Linked DNA regions of Mus musculus: region 1 is linked to region 2. Evidence: chromatin contacts called from public HiChIP or PLAC-seq data. All regions are on one chromosome and are shown on one strand. Each heading gives the region's core, a stretch centred on a gene start, on an enhancer-like site or on the middle of the called end of the contact. The rest is flanking DNA. Distances are from core to core; before and after follow the strand shown.

Region 1 (3,284 bases), core at 780-3,279, 61 kb after region 2:
TGTATGATAACAGTCGCTCCCTGGAGTCCAGAAAGGCTTGGGGCTGGTTTGGTGGCAGACTTCACAAGTCCCATGTCCCCACCATGTCCCCCTGTTCTTTCTGCCCTTCTGCCTGCCCCCATGCCTGCCCCCATCCCCTTTTGGTTTTCTTTCTTTTAAAGATTTATTTATTTATTTATTAAGTGTTCCCCCATCCCCTTTTGGTTTTCTTTCTTTTTTTTTTTAAGATTTATTTATCTATTTATTAAATGTTCTGCCTGCCTACAAGTCAGGAGAGGGCACTAGTCCTCATTACAAATGCTTGTGAGCCACCATGTGGTTGCTGGGAATTGAACTCATGACCTCTGGAAGAGCAGACAGTGCTCTTAACCTCTGAGCCATCTCTCCAGCCTGGAGGTTTTCTATGTGATGTTTTGTGTTAGGTTTCAAACCCTGGACCCTCAGAATTCCTCAGTCCTTACCTTACAGCCTGTGGCTGGCATACCCTGCCTTACCTTACAGCCTGTGGCTGGCATACCCTGCCTTACCTTACAGCCTGTGGCTGGCATAACCTGCCTTCTACCCACAACTCTGCAGGCCACGGTACAGGGCTGCTTTTCTCTACATAATATAATGATTTTAGTTACCCCTCCCCCTTTATTTTGTACCTTTAGCTTCTAGCTGCTGTACCTGGTTCTCCTCTCTCACCCATCTCCTTTCCCCTCCCCACTCTCCTCACAAGGCTCTGGGTCATGACCATTCTGGATTCTCCCAGATGTGTCTGCCTTTGACTATGTCTCTTTTTTCTCTACAATAAACCTTCTCCTTCACCATACCTAGGAGTAATCATGTTCCTCTGCTATTTATTTATTTATTTATTTATTTATTTATTTATTCATTCACTCTGAAACCTTAAGCCTGAGTTTCCCGCTGTGAGGCAGTAGCCTGGCAGGCTAGCTCATTCCGATCTGCTGGAGCAAGCAGACCACACCTGCCAACCAGGCTTCTTCCGGCTCTTACAGTCCACTGGGCTCCTAAAATGCAAATGACAAATGGCTTGTTTGCAAATCAAAAGTGGGCCATGAAAGAAGTGTACCCCAGGTGGGAGCTAGATAGTGAAGAATCCGTAAGGGGTGGGGGGAGATCCTGTGCAGTCTTCCGAAGAACCTGGTTGGTCCTGGGGCGTCAGTTGAAAGGACACTCGAATATAAAGTGAGGGGAAAAAAAAATACTGCAATCCTGTTTTATAAACAAATACATTTGCTTAAGCACAGCAAGCAACACAAACGTAGAAGTGTGTTGAACATCTGGAAGGAGGTGCCTAAATGTGAGCTGGGGAGAGTAAGAGACTTAATTTTTATTTTTAAATGTTACACAATCATACTCACTATACTACCTTTTTCTAAATAAACAACCAACGTGGGTCTTCTCCTGTTATTAACATATTAGTATTTTTGCTACAATAGATGTACCAATATTGATGCATTGTTATTAAATCTATATATGGTCCAGATGTCATTGTTTTTTTTAACTTAGTGTCCTTTTCCCAGGATCCCATCCAAGATGTCACATTACTTAGTTTTCATATCTCCATGTGACAGCTTCTCAGACTCCTCTTGTTTTGACAACCTTGAGAGTTTTGGACAGTCCTGAGTTCCTCAATTGGGGCTTGTCTGATATTTCTGCACGATTACTATGGGGTCATGTGTCTCCAGGAGGAAGACACCACACGACAGAAGATCAATATAAATTACCACTGCTGATGTTGGCCCTGGTCACTGGTTGAGGTGGTAATTTTTTCCATTGTGAAGTTTCCTCCTGCCGTACACAGTGACTGTTTTAAGTTTTTTTTCGCTGTCAAACTCCTGAAAATAAACACCCGCGAGAATGTCCTCTCATCCTGAGGTCTAGAGCGGCTTTGCTCCGGAAAGCTCGGGGCTTCCTACAAAGCTACCACTGAAGCGCAACCCTCACCTGTGGGCGTGGTCCCACGCACCCCGCCCCTCCAGAGAGGCTCCGCCCATCTCGTGCGGCTCCGCCCCGGGGCGACAAACGCGGCCGCGCCCGGAGAGTTTTCCGCCTTGCCGGCTCCTCCTTCGACCGTGCGCAGACACTCTCGGGTTAGGATCCAGGAAAGCGGGAGTAGGAAGGAGTTGCTATCCGAGCTCAGTGTCCCGGTCCCTGGTGCCAGGTGCGTGAGGGTCCCGGCGGGCGGCTTCCGCATGAGGGGTATTCGCGCGTGGCGTGGGGTGCAATGTTCCCCCGAGGACAAGGCCCGGAGTTGAACGGGGTCAGGGCAGGTGAGCCTGGGACCGCAGGGTCCCAGGGTGTGCGAACTTGGGGGTGACTGAGGTCTTACCTCAGTGCGCTTCCGGGAGAAGCTTGAGCGGAGCCCAGCGGGCCGAGAAAGCTGTCTTTGGGAACTTTGCTCCGGAACTGCAGGGCGCGGGTTCCTGGACCTGCCACCCTGGGTTTATATAAGGCAGGCTCCTAAGCGGTCCAGAGAATGCACGATTGTGCCAGATGCCGTGTTGCCTGCCTGTCTTCCTTACCGCGTATCCAGCTAGGATCCCTCTGCCCCTGCCCCCGCTTCTCGTTCCAGAGTCTTCAAGAACGCTTGCTTGAGCTTGGCAACCCGGACGTCCCGTGGGCTCAGGCCAGTCTCCTAAAGGCGTACAAGGTGTCAAACAAATCTGGGGGAGAATAGCTAAACTCATGCTGGGCACATTCTCTTTAGAGATTTTTCTCCCCGCCGGCTAATCAGTGGGCGTCCTTGGAGATTGGGTTTCCCAGACCCTACACCTAGAGTGTCAGCCTACCTGTCTGATCCCTTTACAGGATTCAACTAGCTTGCTCCCTGCTTGCTCCGAGGCTGCCTTGCCCCGAGGCTGCCTTATTGCGGAAGAAAGCTACAAATGCGGCCCTGGGTTGGGCTGTTCAACTTTGTTGATGGCGGTGTGTGTCATTGTCGAAAGGATGACTAGACTTGGACCCAGATCCTTGCGGGGAAGGGCCAGGTGTCTTGCTCACCCTCAGCCTGCTCCCATTATTCTCCTTCATTATTTTCTTGCTTCCGTCAGTTGTTGGGAATTCCTGGAGGATTAACAGGGCTGTTCCCCCAAGGCTTTGTCTGTTCTCGGGATTCTCTAGCTGGGGAAGCAAGGTGAGCTCACCCACACAGTCTGTTGCTCTAAGACAGGTGTCCACTTCGGATTCCTCCATCCCTTCCTGATACCTCATTAATTTCTGCACTGTAAAATGAGGGTAATTATAATTCTTATTTCATAGACTCACTGTGAGGATTG
Region 2 (3,281 bases), core at 615-3,114:
AATAAGACCATCAATGAAAAATAGGAAAGTCTGTAAGCTCCCACTTTACAGGAGGGACTTAGACTATAAGTAAGTAAATGTGATAAACAGCACATTAGACTGTGTGAACACTGGTAAGGCCCATTGCTGAGCACAAAACACACTCTGGTTGCAAGACAGAGCCATCAAGCTGGAACTAACTGAGAACTTCCTTATAGCTGGCTAAATTCCATAGTCCTGAAATGTGCTATGCACACCACCGGGGGAGAAAAGCCATCAATAATATTACCCTGCATCTTCCATTATGAACCTGTCAGGAAAGCTGTACCCTTTGATGCAATAGTGGTAATTGGTTTTAATTCCAAGTGAGACCTGAGCCATAGGAAGGAACTCATACCTGGTACCATAAACATGGCCACATGCCTATGGCTAGGACAGTCATAGGTCCAAGGTAATACCTACAACTGTTACCTTGCTATGTGGTTGTGTTGTTAAATATCGACGGATGGATGGGTATATGGATGGATGCATAGATAGATAGATTGGTAGGTAGAGGTGGATAGGTAAATAGATATGAATGGATAGATAGAAAGATAAATGATTGATACATACATACATACATACATACATACATACATAGGAAGGGATAGATGATAGATAGATAGATAGATAGATAGATAGATAGATAGATAGATAGATAGATAGATAGATAGTGCTGGCCTCAACTAAAGTGGAAACTTAAATGTCTTTGTAAAGTCAGTTGTGTTGGATGGGGTTTTGCTGGGGCAGACACAGGTGAAAGGATGTTCTGCTAAAGCAAGCACGTGAAACGACATGTGGCCGGGCATGGTGGCGCTCGCCTTTAATCCCAGCACTCGGGAGGCAGAGGCAGGTGGATTTCTAAGTTCAAGGCCAGCCTGGTCTACAGAGTGAGTTCCAGGACAGCCAGGGCTACACAGAGAAACCCTGTCTCGAAAAAAAAAAAAAAAAAAAGAAAGAAAGGAAGGAAGGAAGGAAGGAAGGAAGGAAGGAAGGAAGGAAGGAAGGACATGTGGTGAAGGGTTCTTTGCTAATGACATGAATGTATTGGAATGCACCAAAAACCTTCTGGTGGTGTGCTGCAGTTTCTTGCTGCTTCCAAGGTCTCAGGCTGATTGGCAGAGTGATGTCAGCTAAGAGAGACCCACGTGCTGAGGCCAGACCCGTGGAGAACATGTGATGTTTGGAGGTGTATAGAAAGGACCCAACAGACAGTGACAGGGACTGAGCTTGGCTTGCTTATAGAGCTAGCTGTGCGACGCTTGTGGATCTCAGGCCTTCCTGATCATCTCTTCGCTGAGAGAGGCACAGCTGAGAACTTTTCCTGGCATTCCTGTTGGCCCTGGTCCCTCCTGCTGACTTGTGCCGAGGCGGAAGCCTGCTGTTCTGCTAGGTAATGCCACCACTGCTGCTAGCCTGGCTCTACTGAACTGGATAAAGTGTTTGTGAGTGGATGGATCTGCCAGTGATGACTCCTGTGAACTGAACTGTTGATTTCCTGACAATGCAGATGGGATTTGCTCCAAAGATCCCTTTCAAAACAGGTCACTATCCCTGTACCCTTTTTTCTCCACTCCTCTGGTGGGTGGTGAGCTGAAAGGAAGGTTGAAGTGTTTAAGAGCCATCATTAAAAGTAGGATTTGGAAAAAAATTAAAGTTACACTCAACCTCAAACCAAAAATACCTTCTCTCTTCCGTGATCAGCAACAAGCGCAGAGAGCCATAAGTGGCCAAAGTGCTAAAAGCAGTGACTATTGCGTGCTTTCAGCGCTAAATGGGACCTCTCTACCAACCCTGCCCCCAAGACCCAGGAAGCAGCGGGGAAGAGAGGGGGGAGAGTGTGTAAGAGCTGTAAAATGCTGTCTTCCGGACATGATCTAGTCATTACACACATGAGCTTACCGCTGCTATGGCTACCCACCGAGATCAAGCCAACAAGATTAGTCAACGTTCTGACAGGCAGCCCTGACTGACCTCCGTGTGCTGTTAAAAAAGAAAGCAAAAAGGAGAAATGAATTTGGTGTGTCATTTAAAAACAAAAATAAGAGCCATGAAGCCGGGAGGGGGACATGTTCAGAGTACGGGGAGGGGAGGGGCTGGGATGGATATGATTGGCATTCCTTGATTGCATGTATGAACGTATCAAAGGATAAAGAAGAGAGATTAGATTAAGAAAAATCAAGAGTAGCAAAGCAAGAAAGTGGGATAGAAAAGTCCAGGTGGGGGGGTTGAGCCTACAGCTTAGCTGGTGGGATCCTGGGCCAGCATCCATAAAGCCCTCGACTCAACCTCCAGAATCCAGGCACCGTGGTACAGGCCTGTAACACTTGAGGAAGACAGAAGGATAAGCAGTTCCAGGTCATCCTCAGCAGCATAGTGAGCTTGAGGCAAGCCTGTGGCACCTGAAACCGTGTCTCCAAGGGAAGAAAAGGAGGAGGGGGGGAGGGGAGGAAGAAGAAGAGCCTTGATCTTAGCTTCTTGGGAGTCTGAGGCAGGTGGATCACAAATTTAAGGCCCAAACCAGGAGTGATGGCACACACGCTTAATCCCAGCACTCAGGATGCAGAGGCAGAGGCAGGCAGATCTCTGAGTTCAGAGCCTGGTCTACAGAGTGAGCTCCTGGAAGCCAAGGCTACACAGAGAAAACCTTTCTCAAAATAATAAAATGAAATGAAATGAAATGAAATGAAATAAAATAAAATAAAATGAAATAAAATAAAATAAAATAAAATAAAATAAAATAAAAGCAAGGCCTACCTGGGCTACATAAGGAATCACTGTCTCAAACTAAAAGAAAAAGTCAAGTCAAGAATTGCTTTAATGAGCCAGGCAGTGGTGACACACACCTTTAATCCCAGCACTTGGGAGGCAGAGACAGACAGATTTCTGAGTTCGAGACCAGCCTGGTCTACAGGACAGCCAGGGCTACACAGAGAAACCCTGCTCGAAAAACCAAAAAAAAAAAAAAAAAAAAAAAAAGAATTGCTTTAATGAAGCCATTGGAAATAGCCTCTCTGAGAATTGACAAATGAAGACTTGAATAAAAAGGTGAAGAAAGGCGCAGTTTGGAAATATTAGGAGGAAGATGGTCCATGGCCAGAAATCAGAAAGCCAAAGGTTGCAAGGTGGAACCGTGTCTCAAATGTCCAGGGAACATAAAGAAGAGCCAAGGAACCCAGGGGACATGGAGGCCAGTGAAGGGTAGGGGACAGGAGGGAGGAAGGGAGGGAGGGAGGGAGGGAGAGAGAGAGAGAGAGAGAGAG

Evidence for each region. HiChIP or PLAC-seq counts read pairs in DNA pulled down with a chosen protein or histone mark.
Region 1: a contact with region 2 is called in a BATF HiChIP or PLAC-seq map of CD8 T cells, with 12 read pairs. The contact joins the promoter of Anxa11 here to the enhancer-like site in region 2. A contact is called at or near these places in 2 of 15 datasets of contacts at CTCF or cohesin (CD8 T cells and the NIH/3T3 cell line), 1 of 484 Hi-C or Micro-C datasets (nephron progenitors), 7 of 115 datasets of contacts at active chromatin or transcription factors (CD8 T cells, the SCID.adh cell line, effector CD8 T cells and 2 more) and 3 of 9 other capture datasets (adipose tissue, liver and pancreatic islet).

What each region holds. Positions count from the first base shown.
Region 1 is chr14:25,840,126-25,843,409 of GRCm38.p6, forward strand. It overlaps Anxa11 (annexin A11), which reads left to right and starts at 2,030. Exons shown (of 15, transcript NM_013469.2): 1 at 2,030-2,170.
Region 2 is chr14:25,778,872-25,782,152 of GRCm38.p6, forward strand. No RefSeq gene overlaps it. Among named protein-coding and RNA genes, the nearest start is that of Zcchc24, 11 kb to the left of the region's middle. Within about 2 kb of position 1,865, at least 67 of the 459 cell types and tissues checked have an H3K27ac peak or open chromatin away from gene starts, as enhancers often do. A contact at or near this core is called in CD8 T cells, effector CD8 T cells, memory CD8 T cells and 1 more, where this site is marked.